4 separate regions of the Drosophila melanogaster genome follow, and all the other regions are linked to region 1. Evidence: chromatin contacts called from public targeted proximity ligation data. All regions are on one chromosome and are shown on one strand. The core of a region is the stretch at or near the end of the contact, and the rest is flanking DNA. Distances in the headings are between cores, read along the strand shown.

What was found.
Region 2: a targeted proximity ligation map of the Kc167 cell line shows a contact between it and region 1, with 5 times the contacts expected there. A contact is called at or near these places in 1 of 107 Hi-C or Micro-C datasets (wing imaginal disc) and 1 of 7 datasets of targeted methods (the Kc167 cell line).
Region 3: a targeted proximity ligation map of the Kc167 cell line shows a contact between it and region 1, with 7 times the contacts expected there. A contact is called at or near these places in 7 of 107 Hi-C or Micro-C datasets (the Clone 8 cell line, the Kc167 cell line, the S2 cell line and 2 more) and 3 of 7 datasets of targeted methods (the Kc167 cell line and the S2 cell line).
Region 4: a contact with region 1 is called in a targeted proximity ligation map of the S2 cell line, with 3 times the contacts expected there. A contact is called at or near these places in 3 of 107 Hi-C or Micro-C datasets (all in the S2 cell line) and 2 of 7 datasets of targeted methods (the Kc167 cell line and the S2 cell line).

What each region holds. Positions count from the first base shown.
Region 1 is chr3R:7,489,706-7,496,130 of dm6, forward strand. CG42656 reads right to left here and starts at 3,566. Exons shown (of 2, transcript NM_001202263.1): 1 at 3,497-3,566; 2 at 3,256-3,440. The coding sequence starts at 3,531. The coding sequence ends at 3,317. It overlaps alpha-Est10 (alpha-Esterase-10), which reads right to left and starts at 4,140. Exons shown (of 4, transcript NM_001260033.2): 1 at 4,024-4,140. The coding sequence starts at 4,118. alpha-Est9 (alpha-Esterase-9) reads right to left here. Exons shown (of 4, transcript NM_169187.3): 3 at 6,228-6,425; 4 at 4,216-5,830. The coding sequence ends at 5,366.
Region 2 is chr3R:7,964,124-7,970,548 of dm6, forward strand. dsx (doublesex) reads right to left here and starts at 3,285. Exons shown (of 5, transcript NM_169202.1): 1 at 2,340-3,285.
Region 3 is chr3R:7,790,895-7,797,319 of dm6, forward strand. CG2641 reads left to right here and starts at 3,175. Exons shown (of 4, transcript NM_141480.2): 1 at 3,175-3,426; 2 at 3,976-4,325; 3 at 4,699-5,254; 4 at 5,354-5,705. The coding sequence starts at 3,315. The coding sequence ends at 5,625. CG10086 reads left to right here. Exons shown (of 3, transcript NM_141479.3): 2 at 777-1,826; 3 at 1,985-2,589. The coding sequence ends at 2,229. It overlaps CG18744, which reads right to left. Exons shown (of 3, transcript NM_144390.3): 3 at 6,184-6,414. The coding sequence ends at 6,263.
Region 4 is chr3R:7,183,150-7,189,574 of dm6, forward strand. It overlaps lap (like-AP180), which reads left to right and starts at 3,845. Exons shown (of 11, transcript NM_079528.3): 1 at 3,845-4,398. The coding sequence starts at 4,263. CG10055 reads right to left here and starts at 3,524. Exons shown (of 3, transcript NM_141446.2): 1 at 3,157-3,524; 2 at 2,665-3,061; 3 at 952-2,608. The coding sequence starts at 3,422. The coding sequence ends at 1,445. sas (stranded at second) reads left to right here. Exons shown (of 11, transcript NM_001275408.2): 11 at 1-553.

The sequences.
Region 1 (6,425 bases), core at 2,316-4,815:
ATTTAGACTAATTCACTCAGTTAACCTAAGGATTAACACTTTTATAAGTGGTAAAAGCATTCAAATTGTACTTTAAACACAAAGCAAATGCGCAAAGTAATCAAAATTAAGTTTAGTCGTATCAGAAATACTTAAAGCATTCGACAAACAATCAATGCAGTGCGATATAGTTAATCAACATTTCGATTATTTAAAATTCAATGGCTTGACGACAAAAAGTGAATAGGATGACTAACAATATAAATGTTAGAATAAGCTATATCCGAGTTTGTATTATATCGGTAATGTATCTTTTGTGAAAAGAAATGTAAAAATGTAAAAACCGCCATGTCATGCCCATAGGGCAGAAAATATGGCAGACCTATCACCTGAAATGAACCCTGTACCCGAACAGCTTATCAATATAATTCCGCATGTTAAAACAGACATTCATACATACATACATATGTATGTACGATTTGAGCCAGTCGTATAATGTAGGTAACGTTTATCCATTAATTTATGAATTCAACTAGCAGTGAATATTATATCTGTTTACGAGTACACTTATCAGCAATTTCAACTTAAATCAGTTGTTTGGGTAATCATAAAAGACCAGCTCGGCACTTCAAAGAAAGGTAAAGTCTTGGTAATTAATTTTATTTGTATTCCGCTATTTTTCTATTCCTCTATATATTTTAGTTTGTATGTTTAATAATATGATGTTGGTGATGAATTTATCCATAGGCCTGATTCACTGCTAACTGACCTAACCTACTTCACCCATTTCCTCAATTGAAAGCAAATATATGGCAGTAAATAAATATAGAAACACGCAATTAACACAATTGTGTGTGGCTATGCAATAATTTATGTTAAAAATACTAACTACCCGCAAAACTGCTAATAAACCTGCGAAAACGTGCAAAAAATAGCAAACACAATTCAAATAACATTAACAACCAACGAATGCCGCAACTGTGGAAGTATCGCTGATTCATGGGTGAAAAACCCAGGGAAAGATACCAAAGTCGAAGAAACAAAACAGACAGAAATGAGCCAGGGAAAAGGCAGCATTATTAAGTTCATGCAAAACAACCGAAAACAAGCAACATATATACATAACAAAAACCGACACGCAGCAAAGTTTGCGCAACAATTTCACCAACGCAAGACATAAATTGATGTGTGCACACATTACACTGAGAAAAAGTTACAAAATGCAAACATTTCATTGGGTAATCAAATAAAAAATATTTAAACCCGGTATCTATGGAGTTTTTATCCAAAACGATATTAAATGGTAATCACTGTTGAGTCTTCAATAGTTTCAAGGAGTGCATAAATTCATAAATCATAAATTGTAAAACAAATTATTTTTTAATTAAAATTGAATTAATCTCCATGTTTTTTTAGAGCAGGATAGTGTTAATTTATTCTTGATTTTTTGAAGAAAATAAAAAGTGTTTCATCACATTTTTTGTAATATTTATAAATCAAGCACTTCTGCAACACTATTTTCCCAGTGCACACGTATGCATTTGTATGCATGCTGGGCAGAAGCTGTTGCAAAACCAAGACGCGAGACCTCAAAACACAGAAAACCGTTTAACGCTCCGCAAGAGCAAGAAGCGGACACTGACTGGGAAAACTCACTTAAAGGTCAGCTTTAGTATATCCATAAAGCGTGTTGCCATATCGAATCCCATATCACGCACTCTTTTTCATGAACACCCAGACACGCTGGTTATCTATGTATGTATGTTCCGCTATGCACGCTTCGCAAACGATCGATTTGGGGAAAGTGTCACAATAAACCCGAAGCTAGCCAAGTTAACACAACCGGCTCGAACAAAACTATCGCTAATCGCTGAACGGAACAAACAGAGCGCTCTCCAAGAGCGTGTGGCACCAACTGACCGGTGTCTCGGGATCTTGTTTATACTAATATTTGAAGCTTTGGAGCGGTGGCGTTATTGCCACTCTCCAAACTCTCTCTCTCTTTCTCTCAGTGCTTTTGCACAGCGGAAGCGATTCTCACATGAATCAGCTGTTCGGTTAGCAACTATCTGCCCTCTACATTACCGGTTTCACCGTTTACTTTCCGAGTTTTCTTACTGTTATGATATGTATGTATGTGTTTGTATACAAGGGGGTCGTAGCGTAACACAGTCATCTTAATTCATAAAGGCCCATGTATCAGGGATTATATGGGAGTTTATAATATTTTTAATAGGAATCTACACTTTTATCTTAAGCGTAGGGTAGGTTAGATCAAACTGGAGTCTTCTTCTTTGCATTGTAAATTTTTATAAATTAAGATCTTATGCCGCTTTGTGACATAGATGGCACTCTCGAAAGCGGTCACTTTCAATTTTCTAAACTTAATCTACCTTGCACTTATGTACATTAAGTAATGTAATCCATTATCAGTAGCGACTAGACTATGTTCTCTTTTCTTTAAATTTTAGCTTTTTTTCGGATAGTGATCATTGACTTCGCACACTCAAGTTGTTGTCACTACGTGGACTGTCATCTACATTGATGATCTTATATTATTATGTAAGATTCTAATACAAGATATTGATACATCAAAAAGTTCAGAGTTTTAATATATGGCCCTGGGTATCAATTAGTTGAGCTTCCAAACTATTTCGCATTATCGTTGTTATCGAAAAAAAAGTTTTTTCACAAGCTTTTAATGCGCGCTGCAAAGCTGAGTGTTGTGATACCCAAAAGTGTGATCAAGCTTTACAAATCAATATTAAACCTATGACAACCAACGCCTCAAGATAACCTTGGGCACTAACTTAATTTACTTTTCTTAACTATTTTTTGAGCAATTTTAAGCCTTCCTAAAAATAGGAAAGCCCCTTAGACATACACTTAAAAAACACATATACACATTTCGCTAGGAAAATAAATATACATTTGTATGAACTTTCGTCTAGTGATTATATTAAAACCTACATATACAATTTGTTTGTTTTCTTTTTGGAAATTACCTACGGTTCCCTTTTTTATAACGAATAAAGTAGCTAAACAAACAAGAGAGGAGTAACTTAATTTCATATATGTATCTTTTTATATCAGCATATTATGGAGTGACACTGAACTTATGGTATGAAAATAGATAAGTACTTGACTTGCAAATACTTTGGAAATAAATTTCACATAGATAAGACATATTTTAAATGTCCCAGTAAGGCCCTAAGTGTGTGCCATAGATGTAGTTTTTCTACCGCTGAAACTGGTCACTTAAAAAGCTGTCTCGATGCTGAAAGATTGTTCATTTATTTACTCATGATTGAACTTAATGGGGATTTGTTCGTAACACCTAATAGTCGAAGTCATCGGATGCGGTGTAGTGCTCTTCACTTTCAGTTACCACTGTGTCTGCCTCGGCGGAAGGAACATCGTCACACAATCCCAAGTGCAGGCTTATTGCAATGAAATACAAGCTGAAAACAAAGTGCTTAACTTAACTATGATCCTACTAATCGAGAAATAATCTTACCTGATCAACAAGACAATTTTCAGAAGTGCATCCATTTCGACTTGTCCAGCTGAGTGTCCCAAATCTTACTGATGCACAGATGCATGATCAGATATAGAAATAGCAAGCTGGTGAACTCAGTTGGATTGCACTAACTATTAGCACTCGACAGCTGATTCACAGATATTTGCCCAACCGCCGGGCATTAAGTATAACAGATCAAACAAACTTTGATTACAATACCTTGACATTCACTTTGGACATTATTATACAATTATTAGAGCTAATCACCGTAACGAACAAATGCAAAACATAAAGGTTCCAATTAGCAAGGAATTAGTCACGCTGTATTTCATCTCGCGATTTGTATTAAGTATAACATTTTCGCATCAACGCATTTGCGATAATTTGTGGCTATTTAGTAGGTCTGATAACTCACATGGGGCCCAGACAAAAATTCGATTGAGTTTTATGTGAGTGGTAATGAATATGCAACCACATGTGTTGAGTTTGCGTTTTTCATTAGAGGAGTAAACTATCGTACTTACTGCTGAATGAAATCCCCATTGGTGAAGACTTTCGGTACACTTTTGTTCGGAATGAGGCTAAAATGCCTTAGTAGAGATACCCAATACCTTCTCATTTCGGTTGTGTGAGAACTATTTCAAAGCACTTGTTAAATCTATTATTTCTTTGTTTCAAAACACAAAGTTTATTTTTTTTTCATAAAATACATTTTTAAATTTCATCGTGTTTTGCATCACATGACTTTGAAGCTTTTCGACAATATATTTGTATTTCCAACAAATTCGGATACACAGAGAATTCTTAGGCAAACTATTGTAGCTTTATTTATTTGCCTTAAATCGTCATCTTCTTGTGGACATTCATAAACGATTCCAAAAAATTTGTTTTTGTTTTCATTATTTTATATTCTAAAAATGATGTAAAACTTGGACAGGTTTATCGTTTGTTCAAATATAACATTTTACCAAAAACAACCTATGCATACAAAAGATATATATCTAAAAAGACTTAGGCTAAGAATATAAATAAATTGGTTACGGTTAACTAGTAGTTTCAGTTAAATATACATCTCAAAAACTCAAATGGAAATTCCCTTCTTGTAAATGTGTGCGTTCGTGATACTGGAAGAAAATATACTGGATCTTCTAACTCAAGTTTGTGCTGAGTACTTAAAACGATCTCGAATAAAATGAGTTGTATAAAATACGTTTGATATTAGTTGGCTTTTAAAGATATCAGCGAGACTTAAAGGAACGTTAAATATAAGATCTTAGCTCAGATTCCTTGGCTGTCTTGTTTGTCGAGTTTGGTTTAGTGGGTTTTGGTAGTTTCTCATAGAAGGTACTTCAGTTGCGACTTGTTTCACACTCATAGGTCGTGCGGCATCATGACTATATACGAACAGCCTGCTTAGACTACAGATTCGATCCGATAAGATATAGTAAGAAACGGATGAACTTTAACACACCTAGAACTCTTCTTCTCGTTGACAAACTTAACAATAAACTCTCATATTTTATGTCTAAAGCTACGCTTTGCATTGTTTCAAACATAGGCTTCAACGTAAAGCTTTTCCAATCGTAAAAGGTTAGGGTGGGTTCACTTATCATTCTTGCCAAAAATAAGTCTGTTGGGCAATCTGAGGGCAAGTTCTTCAAAATGTTCACATAAAGCGGTGGTTCTCTCCATCAGGAATAAAGACCTTTTGATGACAGAGACAAAAATTATGTTGAATTTTGTAAATTTCACTCCAAGTAATGATCAGATTGCATTCAAAGCTCAAGTTATCTTGTCTCCAAATGTGACCCCCACCCTTGTACTATTAAAGCTGCATGTCTAGCCTAAATGGATTCCTGCAGATCCCTACAACAGCTCATCGCGTCGAAAGAAACTCTCCCAGACCATCAACTTCTTGAGGTCGGGCACGTCGATCACCTTCAGCTCGTCGGATATGTTAAGGCACTTCAGCTGGTGTTTCTCGACGGCCGCAGGATCGACGGGCTGCCACAGGTCCTCCTGTTCCGGATCGAAGTTGGGGTTTCCACATGCCGCAAAGTGCGTCCACAGTCCCACCAGCCGCTCGATGCACTTGTACTCCCGCGTGTGGTTCTTGAGCTTCCTCGCCAGCGAGTTGTAGAACAAGTAGGACAGATCGTCGCCGTGGCACGTGCCCCTCACCTTTTTGCCGCAACTCAGGATGCGCAGGTGGTTGAAGTGCTTGGAGTCGAAGTCGAAGCGGTACAAATACGTCGGCGCACTGCGAGCGTACTGCAGGCGGGACAATACTGTGCGGTATATTGGGAACCAGAAGTACTCGTGGGAAACCATCTGCAATATATTCAATATTTTTTTTAAAAGTTATTCTACAATAAATGAACACATTGGCATTACCATAAGATATTGCATAAATTTAAAATATGCGCTATCTATTCAGGGTATGCCTATGTAAATCTACGCTGCCTGATTTAGAACAGACCAAAAATGCAGTCTGTCTTTAATGCAATATGGAATATCTTTGTCAGTCCTATCTAAAAAACTTGGGCACTCTTTTTTTGATTCATAGAAACATTTAAGACTTATACACTCAATCATAGAACACCTGCTTTTATAAGTCATCTTGGTTATGTCGGTATATAAGTGTAACTAAAAAACAATAATATTTCCGAACTCCAATCTTAAGATTTATTGCCCATAGTCTTTAATAAAATATTAGTGTTTCACCCACCTGAAGGTATTCATGCAGGGTGTCCAGACTGGGCGTCTTATCGCCGTAGTAGCACTGCCTCAGCTGATCGCCGTACTCCCGGCACAGGGCACTTTCCCTGTCCATATTCAATTCGATAGGCACCACAAACCGGCAGTCGTCCAACTCGTTTAGACACTTCGGATTCGTCTTGGTCTCTGAGTACAAGAGAAGCCCCTC
Region 2 (6,425 bases), core at 2,035-4,534, 470 kb after region 1:
ATTTCTATTACTCTTTTAACTTATGTATGTGCGTAAATATATTATATACATATATACATATGATATATAACAATTTTAGAAAGATATTAAAATATAATAACAATTAATGGAAAAGAGGAATTCTAAAAAACATTTTTTTTAATTTAATGGGTTTACTCAAACTTAAAGAACCAAAATATTGTTACCTGCTTAAATAAGTTAAGCCTATAAATATGTTGATACTCGTAAATCGATAAATGGCCCTCTAAAGCACAAAAATAAAAAAAGCTTTACATCAATCAATTACATATCAATAATAAAAAAACCAAATAATATAAGTAATATAAGTAAAAAGTATACATGGGAAGAATGTGGTTAATATTTCTATATTATATAGATAGGGAATATAAGATTCTTCTACACTTCTTGTCCACTTTCTCCACACCTGCTGGCGTGTTTGATTCGTGTTTAATCTAATTTGCACTTAGTTTGACATTATGGTGACTCATTGAACTTGCCTATGCACACAGATTCACACTCAAAATGTTTGACGATTGATTAGAACCTAATGAACGAAAGATAGGGAGAAATATATGTGACATAGACGAAAGCCAGTATCGATGAGAATTTTAATCTATTAGCTAGGTGACATGTAGTGTGAGCGTTTGTCTGTCTCAATTTTCGTTTGCTGTAATGACTTAATTTCGGAGTCTAAAGAGTTAATACCCTGTATTTAAATGGAGGGTAAATTGAGCATGAACGATGTGCTGATAACGGGTCTCACATTCGTGCTAGCACCAGATACCCGCCCCCTTCTTCCACCGCCTCCCGCTGGCCACGGCAAAATGTTGTTATTTTGCCTGTGTGTTTAAAAACTGCACAAGATTGCTTATCTTGCATGTCGCCTCTAATTTGTATGAGCTGAGAGACCCGCAGAGAAATAATTCCTCCGAAGAGCCACTTTAAGAGAAAGACCCTGCTGGCTATCAGTTTTCAATATTTGTGTTTGGTGGAAATAATGACAAATATAAGCAGGGAAACAGTGGTCAAAGTTGCCAAAGGAAAAGCGGATTAAATTGATTACGGGCGAGCATAAAAAATGTGCAGCTTGCGCATGTATGCTCAATTAATTTGTCTAAAGCGGAAGAGATCACGATAAGAACCCACTTCAGGTTATTAATGGGCCAAGGACAGCTCGGCGTTATAAATGGCAAAAGCACCTTAAGTCGATTATATGATAATTGCAAGTGGGGTGCAGCTTAAAAAGTTGAGTACAGATCATTATAACTGTGCACTAAGAAAAATGCATTTACAGGTATTTTATATTTGTATATATTCTTGGGAAAATGTACCAAGCTCAGATTTATATTATACTAAAATATTCGTCTTGCTAATATGGTTTAATAACTTACTTAATATAAATCTATGAGTAAAAAGTCTGCATGTTTGCTGAGGAGTCAAACGGCATGCTAGGTTCTTATACCTTTTTTTTTAAGACTACAGACAGGTGTACTCGATCTTGCCATTTGCGTCATCCGTCTTCATGAAAGTCGAGATTTCGTGAGTGAAAGCAAGCTGCAGTTTCTACTAATGATCTCTTACGCCCACTAAAATATGAGTTTTAACTTAGCAAGGCTAACTATGTTATTTCGACTACAAATGACAAGAATAATAGCCAAAAGAAATGAATAATTATCCCCAAGATAACACAAAATATTAAAGGTAAACTGTCCTTTCGCGCTATACACAATGAGCATTGGCAAAAATTTAAGTTCTAATTTACATATATTTTTTATAATTGCAGCACTCGTGAATAATCGATGGTAAGCTTTAAAATTAACAAGAAACGCCTTCGCTTCAACTTTAATTTGAATAAAAATATTCAGCACGTGTTTATCGTTTTAAGCCAGTTGGTTTCCGTATTTGTCATTTGCATTTTCCTCATAACCACTTAGACCTTGGTCCAATTTGCCTTATATGTATGCAGTCATCTAGGATAGCCGATCGCAAACGACAATGGCAATGGCCTACGCTATCCCAATCTTAGAAACTAATGCGGGAGTCTCATAGTGTGGCTGTAAAACGCGACCTGTTGCTCGTTTCCTGTTTAATTTGGAAGTCAGACAATAGCCTGAACCCCTGGCTCCCCCCCATTCAGCAGTCATACCGCCAGTTGTAGATGGCAATCGCTGAGCGTACCTGCTGCTATCGCCATTAAGCCTTGTACACACGAGCATTTATGTCAGGCAATTACAAGGCAGTTTGCAACGCCCCCAAATGCCGGGCAAAAAGGTGGCAAAACGGAGCGGAGTGGTGGCACATTTTGGCCGCAGAGCGCTCGTAACTCATCGTTCACTTACCAGGTACAATGCCAATTGCATGCACTCGCTAGAGTATCTCCAGGTCCACTACTAGACCACTAGCAGTATATGTATCTGTATCTGCATCTGCGATCTGCCTCCGCGAGGTGTGCTTTGCTCTTGGTTATGCAAGCAAAGTGAGAGAATATAGCACTAGCACTCGGCGAACTCGATGAGATACGGGGAGTCCGATCGGCTGGGTACGAGACGGTCAGGAGTGCTTCGTGGACCGAGAGTGAGAGTGTGAAGCCGGTAAAAATTTATTTCTTTTATTTGTTATCTTAAACCGTACAAGCTGTAGCCGCAAACGACTTTGTTTAGCATGGCACTCGCGGCTCGATCTGGTTCCCTGTAGGTCAACGCATTTTAGAGATATTTTCGGACCTCGCACAGCAACTAAAAACTATCGCACAGAATTTTGTACCGAATCCGCTCCAGTTCTTTTCACTTCAGCTTGAGATTGTGATTTCGAGCACGGAACGCGGACGGCGCGAGACGCCAACGCGACATGCACGACCTGCAAAGGACGATCGATGCCAGCAAACTGGTTGCGGCCACAAAGCTAAAGCTCCCCGTGCACGATACTAACACTCGGACCAGTACCAGTCCGACTAGCAGACCAAAAGACAGCGGACAGATACACGGACATTCAGGCGGACGGGCGGACCTAAAACTGAGCATGTGTTTCTGGCACAGAGACGGGCCCACCGACTGGCGACGCAACGCTCTTGCTATTTGTATTTGCACTCTGGTTGCTGCACCGCGAAAAAAGAAACGAGTGCGAGCATCCAACCTGCTCGACTGCTGGATGCACTGCACATCAACTGGGAGAAAGCAAATTGGTTTGGTACCAGATATGGATACCCTTATTTGACCGTTTTCATTGTAAACCCTTAACTATGCTCTTTTCCATAAGTAAACCATGCTAAAAATAACATAATTTAAACACAATTCTTACAATATGAACTATGAACTATAAAAAAGTATTGCAAACTATTAAATCGTATGTAATATGAGCTAAATTCGCCGCGAAAAATATAGGTTCCGCACTGCGGATACTTAATTCTCCTTACCTGCGTTGCATACTTTTAAGGGCTAATTTCCGCTAATATCAGCCAAATAAAATGTATTTTAAAAAATTATGTATTTGAACGGAAAATGTTTTAAAATATTCATTACTTCTGTGTTGCTATTTAATATGTGAAATACGAAAAACGGTCAATTATTTTAAATACTAAGTAAATAGTTTTTAAACAGAAACATTTATACGATAGAAGGGCATTTCTTTCATCGGTTCCCACGATTTTTAGCAAACTCATAAGCTCGAAGCAACGTTGGTATGTGAAGAACTCAAACGAAAGCATCTTGGGCAACAGAGAGTTACGGAGAGAAACGGGTCTGCGAGAGTGTAAAGTGCATTTGCCCCATTAATGGGGAGCATAAAACATCGAAGACGTGCTCTTCCTCTCTGAGCGATTCTCTCTTGAAGTTCGCGTGTTTTTTTGCGAATCTCTGCGAGAAGCTCGAGTGGAGCAACTTTGTTGCCGTACATTGACGTCTCCCGCCTGCATGTGCCGATCGTAAATTTGCACTCTGGTCGCTCTCTCTCTCTCTTCCGTTCTCTTTCCGCGTGGCGCGAGAAGAAGAAGCGCCAGATATGGGGAGCATCGAATCGGGTTTGGGCGTCTAGCCGACGATATAGGTCGAACCACTCAGCTGGGTTTCGGCCTGCGCCGCGTATTTATGCCACCTTTAGACGCAGCGATTTGCGTGTGTCGCACTCGCATTTATCACATTGAAAGGTCCCCTTTCATCGTCAGCCGTTATATTAGTCAGGATCGTTTATACAGTACGGCGGAGATAATTTTGCCGAAGCTCGGCTCCATTAAAAGATACTTCCCTCAGGCGATGCACGCAACTCCCAAAAAGGTAACCAAAAATGGTCGAGAGTTCGATTTTTGGGCAGTGAATCGATTTCGAAAGGGCCTTCGGTACTTCAGTAGTTTCCCATTGGTGACCAAATTGTAGGGGAATGAATGGCTCAGCGATCAGAAAACATTAAGATAATACTCATTAATTAACCGTTTTTGATTCTCGTTTAGTGTTTCAGAGACAAAAGTTATTAATTTAATATTTAAATAAATGAAGTGATAAAGTGACTTAAATTTAATGAATTTATGTAATTATTTTGACTTGCTCATACAAAAATTGAATTTAAAGAAAATTACTTACTTATTATATTAACTATCAATATCATCGAGGTAATGTGAAAACTTAATATAATTGCATACTAGGGTACTACAACATATTATTTAAAAAATGTTTACGAAAGTGAGAGCGGAAGGCTTTGTCATTGATTTGCATGAAACTGTATATATTGCATAGGCAAGGGGATACATTTTTCATCCAAATCCGATTTACATCTTCACCAATTGATCCCGTGCCGATTGTAGAACGATAAAATTCACATAGCTTTAAAGGCGCATTTCTTGCACCATTTCTTGTACCTTGGATCGCACAAATTTTAGCCCTTTTTATGGCGGAGTGTCGAAAGAGCTTGGCTGGGGGCATCTGCATTTGCAATCTCATAAATCAATTAGCAAAGAGCGGCGCGGGAAGAGTATCTCGCGGATACGCATCCGAATCGAAACTCGTTTGGCCGAGTGCGCTCTCAAAAAACGCCAACAAACTTGGGGCAGAACGGCAAACAACAAACACTCGGGCGGTCAGAAAAAATGCAAATTGCTAAGGAAATATTTATTTATGATCTGCTCTCTTGCTCCCAGTTCCACTCTCTGCATCTGACAGATACTCTTTTTTCCTTGTAGGACCTTTGCGACCCCCGCATCGATCATCAGCGTTCAGTGTGTTTTATTTTTAACAACTCCACACTCACCACAACCGACGCATCGGTGGCAATTGCAAACATTTATACAAATTGACGTTTAGCTGTCGCAGTTGTCACCTCGAAAGCCGCACCAAAGATACACGACACAGCGACGACATCGGGGAATGCTGCCAAGTGCTGGGCGCAGAATTCTCCGGATGACCCGGCAGCCAGATAAAGGTAATCCAAGTTGCCAACCGCAGTCTGCCTCCGCAGACACCTCACCCCGCTGCCTACCATTGCAATCGCAATTCCCCGCGAGCGACTCGTGTTCGTGTTTTATAATTGTTATGGCCATTCTACAAGTTGTTGTACATTGTTAGCGACTCGGAAGGAGGTCTTTCGGCTTAGTTTGCGGTAGTGGGTAGATAAGTACACTGAGAAAAATTGCATCTACTTTGAATGTATTACTTTAGGTCGAAAGTGGCGGAAGAAGTTATTACCATAGAATATTTTTAGAATTTTATAACCAAACTTTCCTTGAATTACCATATTTTTTAATGAATCATGCTTTTGAAAAAGAGTAATAGCAATTTGTATTCAAATGAAAAATAAGGAATATTTCATTTTAGTTTATAAATCATATTTACCAGAGATATCACAATTTTTGCGTACAACCATAAAAATCCTCACTATATCGCCAATTTTTTCTCCTGTTTAACTGGGTAGCCAGTCGAGTTGCTTAGGCATGCGAATCGTACACAAGTCTGGCGCCCAGATCGCAAATGTATATCAACCGCTGTCAGTTTGCATTTCCACCGAACGGATCGGGTGAATATGTACACGAAGTCAAAACTGCTTCCGTGAAATTGTTAAAGTTGCTATTCAAGATTAATGGGGAAATTTTCGGAGTTCATGTAAAACAATTTTGATTACACCACACTTAACTAAACAAGTGGATGGTTAAATTCCACAGAAAAGAGCACTTGTGCAGCCCTAATCGGATTTTCAAATAATGTTTTCAAGCTATCCTTGTTATAGTTAATTATTTTGTTTAAATACACAGCAGTAAGTAAATTGTTTTAACTTACGAAACATCTCAATTAAAATGCATTTCAAAATTTTAAATTGCGGTCTTAAAGATTTGTGTGTTTATCAGTTTTGGGCCGGCGTCGGGAAAGGCTCGCCATCCTCGTCCTCATCGCTTGCTTTTTGATCTCACTTCTTTGGGCTTTTAACCTGGCTAATTTTCAGCTCCC
Region 3 (6,425 bases), core at 1,925-4,424, 300 kb after region 1:
CGCTTATCGAGCGCGGCGTATCTTATCGCTTCGGATAATGTCAGGTTTGGCAAAAGCAAAAGATTCAACAAACCATTGAAATGGGTAATTAAGTGATAACTATGCGGACACTCCAAATGTGCGATAATTGATGATTCCTGGAGCCGAAGGGGAGCGATAACAACCTTACTTATAGTTGGGGATCTACCCAACGAATTATATTTTCTTTCGAGGAAATACCAGGGAACTTACTCACGGTTTTCGTCTGGGCTTTGCAGTGATATGGACAACAAGTTTTGTTGATTCTTCGAAATATATGTTTTCTACTTCTATTTAAAAAAAAAAAGGTTAATTTTTGTCTTTAAGTTATTTCATTTCCATTTTGCATCTGCGTGCTTGCAGCCCAAATCAAATATTTAAACAATTTGAATAATTTTATAGTGTGCGTCAACAGTTTCCGTATTAGTTAAATTTAAAATGCCCCTAAGACGCTTTTATTAACTGTTTTTGGAAATGTCTTTCAGTGCTTCTCGCTTTTGTTTTATCTTATCCTAATATTACCCCTACCTTATGAGGTAACCCAAAGAGATAAACAAAGTGAGCTAGTTTTATTAGGAAGCCCGTTGTATTTTTTTTTAACTTTTTTATTAAGGTACTGATTTCTTTGTCTATATTATAGCCTATATTATAGTATTATTATGGAAATATTATAAATGTTAGTCAGCACATCTCATATTTCTCTGTTAAGAAGTCATGTTATTGAAGATCTACATATTCTAATATTTCTTGTCTTTTAGGAATAAAACTGCAAATAAGTGGCTATGCGCAAGCCCAGTGGCGCATCCGCAGACATGGTAAGGCGGTGGCAATCCAAAACCCCAAGAAGCGATCAAAGCACCAGTACAGCGGGCGGGAGGACTATATAGCCTCCACCACTTACCTCATGGGTTCCGAGCAGGGCAGCAACTTTAACATGGACGCCGGCACGTACACCTACACTTTTGCTTGCCCCATTCCCAGCCACTGCCCCTCGTCCTTCGAGGGTGCCTATGGACACATCCGGTATCTGGCCAAGGTCACCTTTTTGAAGCCAGGAGCTTCCAATCGCACCCACAACGTGGGCTTCACTGTGCTAAAGCTGCTGGACTTGAACCAGGAGACCAAGATGCTCCGGGAACCGGCGAGCAATGAAGCCGTGGAACACTTTTGCCTGATGCACACGAAGCCCGTGCAGTTGAAGGTCACTCTCCAGCAGCAGGGCTATGTTCCGGGTCAGTTCATGTTGATCCACGCCCATGTGCGTAATGACTCCAGCTCCGATTGTCGGAAGCTACTGATCATGCTGCATTTGAGAGCCACATACACGGCGGATACGCCCTCGCTACGCACCACATCCGAGAAGATAATGCTGGTGAAGCGCGAGTGCGGTCCGGTGGCTCATAATGCGCAGAGGACTTACACGGAAACCCTGAGGATTCCGGCAACGGCGCCCACCTGCGAGCACCTAAGCAAGGTGGTGCGCGTATCTTACGAAGTGCGTGTGGTGGCTGTTATGAACTGGCTTATGGCTAATCCCCGGCTCATAATCCCTGTGACTATTGGCAACGTGCCCCTGGCAACTGCGGTGTCCGGACCGGACTTCCTGCCAACTAACGCCTTCCCATCTGGAAGTTCGCTGCCTGCCGACTTGCCATGCACCTCTACAAGGGCCATGGAACTGGCTCAGATGGCCGCAAGCGGGGTCAGCAACTCCGGCTACGAGATGGCCGAGGATCTAGAGGACTTCGAGCTTCCAGAGGATGGAGATGATGAGTTGGAGGCCGCCGACGATTTCGTACCAGATTTACGTGAGTACAAGAGAACAAAATATTTCTAGCTAGGACTTTGTTATGAAAGATGTTAAATAGAGCCCTTATGTATATGTTCTTTATATTTTTGTTATGCTATTGTGAGGCGATAGTTTCATTCTTCATTCTCCATATTTTTTATGTCATTTTTTCTATAGCTCCTCCTACCTACGAGCAGGCCATGTTCATGACCACTGATATTGCGGACACGGACGCGAACACGGTCAGCGAGGCCTCCCGATTTACTCCACGCTATCCGGTCTTCGATGTGGACACCTTCCAGAGCCCGCCGCCAAATCCTCCCCAGAAGAAAAGGCGCCGCCGACGCAGACGTCCTGCCGATCCTGGACAGTCGAAGCAACAACCGGAGAAACAACCAGTGGAGTCACCCGTGCAGATCTGAGGGCAGTTATCGCGAAAAATCACGACTATATCTTATCTCGGCAGTATTTATTTCTTTTACGGTTCGCCAGTGTACTTACCAAAATGTTTACTATATATGTATGTATATCGGAATGATAAACAACCCAGAATATAAAAGTGTCTACTGGGTGATACGCGATAAATTGCGACTATAGCCTAGACAACCAAGTCCATGAAGGCATTGAACTACAAATTTATTTATTCATTTATAAATTAAATTGAGTGGAGGACTTCTAGCTCAGTCCGTGAGTTTAAATACTTATGAGAGCTAGAAATTTTGATTTACGCATACATGCTCCCAATTTCTAATTCTATTGCTTGACAATTTCCATTAAAATGCAAAAAAAAAATGTATAACTTCCTCTCTATCTGAGTAACAGGTATCTGATCCGGCCCATTCCGAATTATATAGAATATATAGCATAGAAACGGACATGCATTTATCGCCTTAATACTGATCAAACATTCTCTCGACTGTCAAGATACCCTTTGGTTGCTACGCACCACGATAGAAAATCAGGAACTTCTTGGACTTTTGCGCGTTTGTAAATGAGTACAAATCATCATTAACAAACGTAATCAACTATCACAGACTTAAGTCCATAGACGACTTAACTTGATGTGATTCTTTTTCACCGTATTTCGTCCAAAAAATAATAACAACGCGATAATAACAACTCAACTAAACTAGAGCTTTCACAGAACCCACCTGATTTTTGTTTACAAATTTTTAGATTTGTTGTTGCCTTATTCTTCGTAACAAAACAAACAAAAAAGAGAACCGTTTATCAAAATCCGATGCCTCTCAATTTTGTTTTTTTTTTTTAGTGAGCGGAAGCCCCAAAAGCTCGCTCACCAGAAAAGCTTTGGCTCTCGCCAAGTGATGATGTCACTGACATCCCAGCTGTTGCAGACCGGCTATTCTCATTCTAAATTCTCACTTCGGGTGCGACGCTTGTCTGGTGCTAAATAAATTCACGTTGCGCGTCGCCAGTGAATAAGATCTGGAATTTCGAAATATATGTGCCAGCACCCACATACTAAATAATAGATTGCATTTCCAAAATGCCTTCCAGCTGCTCTTTTGAGCTCGATCGCCGCGAACCCATTTACTACAGTGGTGAGACGGTCAATGGAAGGGCCATTCTGACAACAACATCCGAAAAGTCTGTGAACGGTGAGTTTTAGTCGTTAAAAAGCGAATGGACTGATATGTTTTTAATTTGAGCGTAATCACTGTTGACTCTGTGATAACACCAAGCCGGTTTTATAGAATGCAGCAAACAAACAAGTTTGTTGTAGCGCCATAAAGTGTTTTGCTTCTTATATAAGAAGGATTTTAGCGACCATTTATGTGGCTTTAATTGTCTCAAATGTTTAATTCCTAGTATCCTAAATTGCATGCCCTGATGAGCTCAGTTCGCCCCTAACTACAAATTCATTGATCAATTTTTGCGTTTTTCAAATAGCCAATTCTAAAAACAAACTTGAAAGCTTTACAAAAGATAACAAAAGTATGTATACAAGCAAACAAGTATTTGATACAGTGCTCTGTATCAATTTCCATGTTCAGTTCCATTTTTGATTGGCGTAATCTCATTCTGCACTTACAGCAACTCCTTCGGAGTCCGAAGAAGGCTTTCACATACGTTCAACATATAAAGATTCGTTTTCGGATACAAACCATATTCAAATATCACTCTCTCTCTTTTCACTTTCTGATTAGAGGTATACATTCTTTTCGAGGGCGAGGCAAAGGTGCGATGGGATGAGCGGCGAACAAGGACGAGAGGTGGAAAGACCGAGCACTACACGGAGTATTTCCGAGGCAAGCAGCAGTACTTGTACACCCGGACATCGGTCTTTGGATCCGGGAATCTGCCGCCAGGTACGCACACCTACAACTTCTGCATTCCACTGCCCCTGGAATGCCCCTCATCAGTGGTGGCCCAGTACGGAAAAATCTTCTACGAGGTCTCCGTGGTCATCGATCGCCAGTGGCGCTTCAACAACGTCTTCAAGCAGCCACTGACGGTCATACAGACCTACAACCTCAACATGAGCCCCCAATTGCTGGTGAGTCCAAGGACAGGAACAGTTTACTAAAAGTTTAGATTGCACTAATCGGTAGTAAATCAATGCAGTTTTAAATTGTCCTGCGACAGATATTTAAGGACAATTAGACGAGTCATTCAAGTATAGAAACATTGCGTGCCTTATGGACGTAAATTCCGAAGTTATTAAACAAACAAGGGGTGTGTTCATTCAAACCAAAGCTATGGGACTAAATAAAAAATTTAAATAAATTAAAAATAAATTTTTTACGATCCTAACCTGTAGAAATGTAAACAAAAAAATGTTAATTAAACTTTAAAATTATATCAATAAGAGTAATTAGGTAATATTAGTTATTCCTAGGAACTAATAAATGCACACTCTTTTTCGACAGATGCCCCTAGTCCGAGAGGACATCAAGCACTTTTGCTGTTGGCCCTGCAGTTCAGGCCCGGTTCTATCGACATTAACAATACCCTTCGGTGGTTACGCGCCTGGTCAGAAGATACGCTTTACTCTGGAGATTGACAACCAGTCGAGTGGCTATGATCTGAATGGGATCGAACTGAAACTTAAGCAGATTTACAAATTCCAGGCTCAAACGCCGCACCACAAAACTCGCGAAAAGGAGCACAGCCTCAACAAAAGTTGCCAGCAGGAGCGCGTTTTGAGGCTCTCAAAGAAAAAAATTGAAGGAACCCTGGCTATTCCAGCAGTACCGCCCTCTTCCCGCACCGAAGGCATCATTTCGGTTAGTTACCAAGTTATCCTCACGATCAGCACTGGCGACTGCCACGTGGACTCGGACTTTGAGGTGCCGATTGTAATTGGCACCATACCATTGATCCAAAGTGCCGAGAATCCAGCCAGTGCAGCACAGTGGATACCGGAAACGCCGGACACTCCTGCCGGAGCCGCCGCAGATCTGCCTCCCAGTTATGACAAGTGCAGTAAGTATATAGCGAAATCATAGATACTCTTCATTTGAATTTGTAAATGCTTAAAGGTGCTTGATCATTGTATAATTCTTATACTATTCATGTTTTTAGAGCCACCAACCTTCGAGGAGGCCACAAACTTTGGTGAAAGGTTCATCGACATCGATCAGGATGAGCACAATCGCACGGATGACTTTATTCCGCGTTACCCCATGTACACCAACTTTGCCATGCCATCGGCTCCACCTCAACCCCCTGAAGAGTTCGCTACCAATCAACCAGTACCCGTTCTGTCACTACCTCATGATCCCACTGCCCCATTGGTCGGTCAAAACAATACTGACCGTCCAACACAATCGTACGGTTGGAACACTAACTCATAAAAAAAAGAAGACATAATCTCATAAAATGATTTTACTTTGATTTAGCTTTGGATGTTACCAATAAACATAGTTTAACCGTTTATCGTGAAACTAAATCTTAGGAATATATATAAGTTATCCAACCAAATTTTCTAGTTTAGAAAGTCATCAATGAACAAAATTTCCTTGAAAATATATTTTAAATTCGAAATTCTTAGCGTAACACTCGCACTTATGTGACGAATTATCCAACTCTATCTGTAGGTTCAACTACAATATATTTGTTGGGCAATGGGCAATAAATCAGATTCTATGCAAATCCTTTCTAATTAAGTCAACAATATCGAATCACATCGCTAATATTCTCGATTCCACATAGAACACACTTATCAATACTTATCACTTACTTATCAATACCCACACATCAATATTTCTTTTATTAAATATAAACAAAATTTCAAAATTGGTACTTGAAAGTGAATGCGTTAAAAGATCGTTCTAGGTATATGATATTGATTCTTAAAATAAATCATTCCCTTGATTTAAAATTGCCACCAGTAAAAGTATCAGTTACCACTTGTGATAATGGAATAATATATATTTGTGTAATTTTGCTAGTGAATGAAATAAATTAGTAAAATAAAATAGTGGCGTGCATTTAATGAGACTTCACTTCCTCCGATTGAGTCTGGTCCATTTCGTAGTAGACATAGCGTGGTCTAAAATCCAACTGTTCGCCGGACAAGTAATGTTTGTTGGTCTTATTCAGATTGGTGGCTACCATGAACTCGGCTTCCCGGAAATTCGAAGCTAGAAAGAAA
Region 4 (6,425 bases), core at 2,595-5,094, 310 kb before region 1:
CAGATTCTTGTAAATATTGAAGGAAATGGATGTGGAAGAATAACTCAGTGTCAGTAAAGGAAAATCCTGAATCAATCACATTAAATCAGATGGAGCAAGCAATTTTCTGAAACCGGCGCAATATCAAAAAATTTGTTCAAATCGAAATGGCCGCCATGTTGAATGTAGTGGTTAAGTAATCTAAAAGCACATACCTTTTGTTAAACAATTTGTGACTTGTGTAAATAGAGAGAGATTGAGACAGAAGCAGACACCCTATAGAAGAACCAATTGACAACAGCTCCACAACTCAAATTGGCCTCGCTGGGCGTATCGATTCTATTGGCGATTTCAAAATGCATACGAGTTTAGTTAGTTTAACTTGTAAATTGTAGCTTTACACTAATCGTAATTAAAGGGCGCATCAGCATCAACAGAATCCGCAGCACCAGCAATACGATGCGTTCTTCAATTAACAGTCCATAAATATTTAAATTAGCTTTTAAAACGTACATAGATATGCATATATGTATGTATGTGAGTATGGATAAATAAAGAAAAGATAATAAAACCCAAGCAAATGTTTTTCTTATCGGATTGAACCATCAAAATTGTGTTGAAGATACAAAGTATCTGATCTTCTGATTTAAGCGTACTAAAAGTAACAGTATGTTTTATATGCATTTTAAATACTGATACTTAAATGTTTGTAAGTAAAATGAAAAATAACTTCTCCTTCAAAAAGCTTACCTACCTATTTGTCACTTTTTTAAACGACAGCTTGGTTGATACGAAGAATAAAATAATAAAGAACTCATGTCGCGATGTTTTTAAAAAAATATGTATTATCCATTTTATTAGAATTTTCGTTCATACTTCATGTCTTTCTTTTTATAAGACACTCATACAACATTAACATGTAAATCATTAATGACTTTTGCCCACTGTGTAGATAAGTTTGGAGGTTGTTTTCCATTTCCATTTTATTTTATTCATATTTTGTTTTCTTTGCTTGCAGCACCAACAATATCGATAGATGTATATACAAATGCACAACTAGATTTCGCTTTTCAGAATTCAAAATTCAAATGTTTCATACTCTAATGCCATACTAAATGCTAAAGTTCTGATTTACTTGTATGTGTAATTATAATCGAAGTAATTGTAGAGCAAAGGGGAAAAAATATTCAAATATCTTTTCGCATTTGGCGTGAACAAATCTTTGAGTTTGCTTTTCGTTAAATTATTGTACAATTAAGATATAAGAAGTTCTTCTTTTTTGGGTATTCTTGTGTAAACTTACATCATTTACTTGGCTTGGTTTTTAGTTTCGTATTTTACTTTGTTTTAATTTTAAAAGTAATCACTGTTTAGCCTCCGTTCTTTGACATTAAGTTGGTTGTGTTGCTTGTTTGTTTTGGGCAAGGCAGGAGCAGGACTTGCCGAACTCGACATAAGTGGCAATTTATGTGGTGCTGGCTGCTGTCTCACTGTTGCTGCACTGCTCGATGACGCTGTTTCCCTCCGCCTCGCTACTGGTGGTTGTGGAAGAACTGCTGTCGTCTTCGTCTTCATCCTCATCCTCATCCTCATCCCCATCCCCATCTTCATCATCATCTCCATCTTCATCGTCATCTTCGTCCTCCTCGTCATCCTCATATACAATTTCGTTCTCTATCAGTCGCATGTCCATGTCCACGCTGTAGAAGGAGTCAGTTATGACGCTTTCATCATCAGTGGTAGTCTCGTCCTCCTGTCCAGAAGTATCGTTATCAAGGTCCAAGTCATCATCGCCATGCTGCTGCTGCGGCGAGGAACCCTGGCTTCCCGCATCGATGCGCATCTCCTGCATCAGCTCCTTGATCAGCTCAGTCTCAATCTCGGTCACTCCCAGGCCCAAGTGTTGCTTGTTTACGTCCATCAGCACGTTCTTAAGGTTGCGGGCAAGAAGGCGCATGTGCTCATCACTGCAGGCGCTCGGGCTGGTCACATATCGTATATAGTCCTCCAAATAGTAGTTGTTGAAGCTATCGCGACTGGGATCACTGCTGGCGAACTGCTGGTGCGTTAGCAGCAGCTGATTAATTAACCAGTTGCGACCGCCCTTTAAAACTTCTATGGCATCCCGTACACATTGGCGGCCCAACTCGAAATTGCGGTACAGCGGGTAGGTGATCATTCGCCGCAGGAAGGCAACCAGTACGTCCCGATAGTTGTCGAATTGCTCAAAGTAGCAATAAAGCGGGCACAGTATGCTTCGCGTCCAGCCCGATTCACACGTCGGCTCATTGTTCGTCGTCCGCACATCATAGCATATGGCCAACAGAATGCTTATCAGCCCGCAATCGATCTCGTTTTGCCGAAAAACGTCGCACGGCTGCTGCTCCCGTGTCTGCATTCGGCTGATGTTGTGCAGCAGATGCGCTTGCTCCTGGGTCATGGAAGTCTCGTAGATTTTCGGTTTGTAGCGTAAAGGATTCTGGTGACCGGACGGAACCTGTAGCTCCACAAAATTTATTTTGTACTGCTCGCGGGAAAAGCGCTTCATCTCATCGACCACGCGCTCTTGCCGCCTTTGGATGGGGCTCATGCGATGTGGCTCCGACACGCGGCACGTGGCTCTGTCCAACTGTGAAAACATCTGTGTTTAGTGCGCGGAAGAGCAGGTTAACCAATTGAACTCACCTCACTCAGGTCTAGCGGTCCGCTGTATTCGCTAGCATAGCCGTACCCAAAATTGTTGGTCAGCTTGTAGGTGCGCTCGTGGTCGTCGAGCTGCAATTGGCACTGATCGGTGATTCGTTTGAGTTTCCATTCCTGCACCAGAGGCTGCTTGTCCGGCAAATTGGCACTCAGTGTGGGTAGGTGCAGGAATGCGGCTATGTACTCTTTGCGACTATTCCACTGCTTGGCTGCATCCCCCGTACCACCGCCTCCGCCTCTTTCTCCACCGGGTCCTTCCTGGGCACCCGCTGTTAGGGGCAGACAGCGCAGGCAAATTTGGTAGTGATTCTCTGTCGTGTTGAACTTTATCAACAGCGTCTTCAGCTCTCGCAAGTCGAAGGTGCGACGGCTGTGGAATCTGTCCGAAAAGGGAGTACAAGTACGCAATGATATCGCTGGAATTTCGCCACCATGGCCCACCATGGGCACGACAGATTGCCGGATGTGACTCACTTGTACAGCTTAACATCTGCGTAGAAATAAAGATCGTGCGCGTCAACGAATATATCGCAGTTTCTTATGCGATCCACATGCAACGCCTCCGCTTCCGCCAACCCCGACCCCGCTTCCTGACCAAACTCCTCACCAGCGGAAGAAGAAGCAGCAGCAGCTGCTGCTGGCTGGGCCGACTTTGAGGACTGATTCAGGACAGGCGGGCGGGGTATGATCAGCGTGCACGAGTTCTCCAAATAACTGTGTGCAATCTGTCCATTCAACATCTTACAATTTTATTACGAGACTGTTGATTGTGCTAACTACTGTTTTTTAGTATAATTTTATTTATTTTAATGACCAGTATGACCGCCTACTCGAAACTAAAAATTCCTGTTGACAGCCCCTTAGCTTACGTTACGTTTGGCTACACTTCCGACAAATCTAGCTACTTTTTAACTGCTGTTGGGGAATTTTAAGTGCTAAGTTATAAAAAAAGATTTATTTATAGTATCTTAATATTTTATATTTTTATTTATTTATTTATCATTATTTTTTTTTATTTTCAGAACTTATATGAACACATCGTAAAAGCTAAGTTCAGCTATTTCGTATTCGCTTACGTTATGGCAATCGATATTTTCCCACCTAACGCCGTAAACTCAAGTCGATTGCACGCGTTAGCTCCACTTTGTGGACGCTTTAGGACATTGCTCATACGCTCGCTCCATTTGCCAGTCGCCATTATCGATTTGTGGCAGAGGAAAAATAGAGAATTAAAAAATCGCGTTTCAGCGTTAGGCACCGGTTAGAGAGCGCATAAACCGCGGCGATAAATTGTGTAGTGATTGTGACGTAGGAACCACTAAATCTTTACTGTTAGTTTAATCGTGAGGCTCGCATAGCAGAGTTTTCCCGTTCGAAATATTCTCAATCAATCAATACCTCTCTGTCTCTCGCTCGCCCCATACGCGTGTGTGTGTGTGTCTCTCTCTCCCTCTCTCTGTATCTGCTTTCGAGTGTGTGTGTGTGTCGGTGTGGTCAGCTCCTTTGGTGCATAATTAAATTAATCAAGTAAATAAAAACCAGCGAGCGGCAGCAGAAACAACAACAGCAACAGCTTCATCATGACCATGGCAGGGCAAACGATCAACGACAGGCTGCTGGCCGCCCGTCACAGCCTTGCGGGCCAAGGACTCGCCAAGTCCGTTTGCAAGGCCACCACGGAGGAATGCATTGGCCCGAAGAAGAAGCACTTGGACTGTGAGTTGCCCTGTCTATCTCTTTCCCTTGCCCACTCTCTTGGTCTTTCATTGCGTAAATCACCGTTACATTTCCTTGTTATAACACAGAGAGAAAAGAGGCACAGCCTTGTGCTACTAGTGGAAATGTACCCATCAAACACACGAAAATATTATTGTTACTTTGTAACGCTTTAAAATTAATTTATTTTTATTTGCAAACATAAGTCGCAATAAAATCTGTTTAGAAATTAACTTAAATTTTAATAATAATAAAAATTGGAATGAATAATATACTAAAGTAAGGAGTGCCTAACAAATTAGCAAAGAAAATAAAAAATTTAAATGTAGCCTAAATATAAAAACCATCGGCACAGTTAGTACGCTGCAAAAGTAATTTAGCAACAACATTCAGATGCAACCAGTTCGGGTTTCTTGGCTTCCTCGCTCCATTTTCACGTGCCTTTTGTTTTTGTGCGATAAATCACAAAGTTTTCTGAAAACGAAACCACTGATTACGGTCCACAAAGTCCCACAAACACAAACCACCACCCTCAAATTGCATCTGTGGCTCAGCTGCTGGTGTTTGTGGACTCCGTTCGTCATTGATTGGACTCCCCTCTCTTTCTACCAACACACTCTCTCTCTCTCTCTAATGTTACGTCACTTTCCCACGGGTGCACGTGTGTTTGTAGGGGCTTTGAATGGCTTAAAACGCCTACGAAAGCAGGGATTGTGTTTGTCACGGTGTCATTGCTTGTTAAATTTATGCAAGAGTCTTCCCTAATTTGCTGGATTTGCTTACACGTTTGAATTTTGCAAATACTTCTAAAGAGCTCCATATCCTAACGACATTCATTCCCGTTGGAATCTGTTTTTTTGGCTAGTTTTGCTCGCATTTTGACCCCCTTTTATTTAGCTTGTTGGCACTTTTCAGATGACTCATCAGATATGGCTACGAGTAAATGGGAATAAAAGAGGGCAATATTGTGGGGCGTTACTTGTCACATAAACATTGTATTGCAGTTGCCGCAAACCAATTTCCAATATAACCCAAAATTTGGCCACATGTGCTGTTTATTCAAGTTGATTACTTTATCCAAAACGTTATGCTCAATTCAGTTACCAAAAGTCTAAATAAATTAAACCTGAGTTAAAAGTCAGTCCGTACATTTTACAAGACGTCAGCAGGTAGCATGAAATATATTTCTTCTACCTATTTTCTCTATTTTCTTTTGTTAACAACTTTTGTCCTATGATAAAACCAGTTGTGTGTTCACGGAAACAACAGCACTTAATGAGCTTTACACCGATTGAAAAGATCCCAGAATATTTCAACCAGCTACACAAGTGGGCAATAATAATTAAAATTAAGTATCAATGGTCCCCCACTACAGTGGAGTCTCGATACCCGACACATTTATTTATTTATGTATTTAAGAGCATAAGCATGCGAATTGACCCCAGCGATAACTACGCTACAGAAGTCGCCAATCGCTTTTGGTATCCGAGCACTGTAAATATTTTCGAAATATATGTGAATCAGTGAAGATTTCAAAAAGGGCGGATACGAATTTTAACTAAATAACTCATTCAAAATGTCTTAACTACTCAGCGATTTCAACGTTTTGTCATAAAGTGACACCCCCAGGCCACTGTGCTCGTTAAGAAACTCACCAGTTTCGTTTACAAGGACCGATCAATTTTCCACATTTACTGTTTATTGAAATTTGTTCTTATTTATGTATAAATGAATCACTGGCCTGGCGCCCGTCAGCCAAACAAAATGAAGCAAAAGGACGGCGAACATCTGCGATGGCTTGTGAAATGTGCAACGCCCCTCGAATCCCATGCAATTTTTTCTTGCTCGGCGACAAACACTTTCCAACCGAAATGGGAATTGATTCAAATGGAAGCGCATGATAGTAGACACAATGGGATTCAGCTCTTATCATCGACACTTTTCCGTCAGTATTTAGCTTGAATGGCGGCTGCAAGCTTAAAGCGCAGATAAGCAAACAACGACTAAGAGTCGCGACCGATAACGGG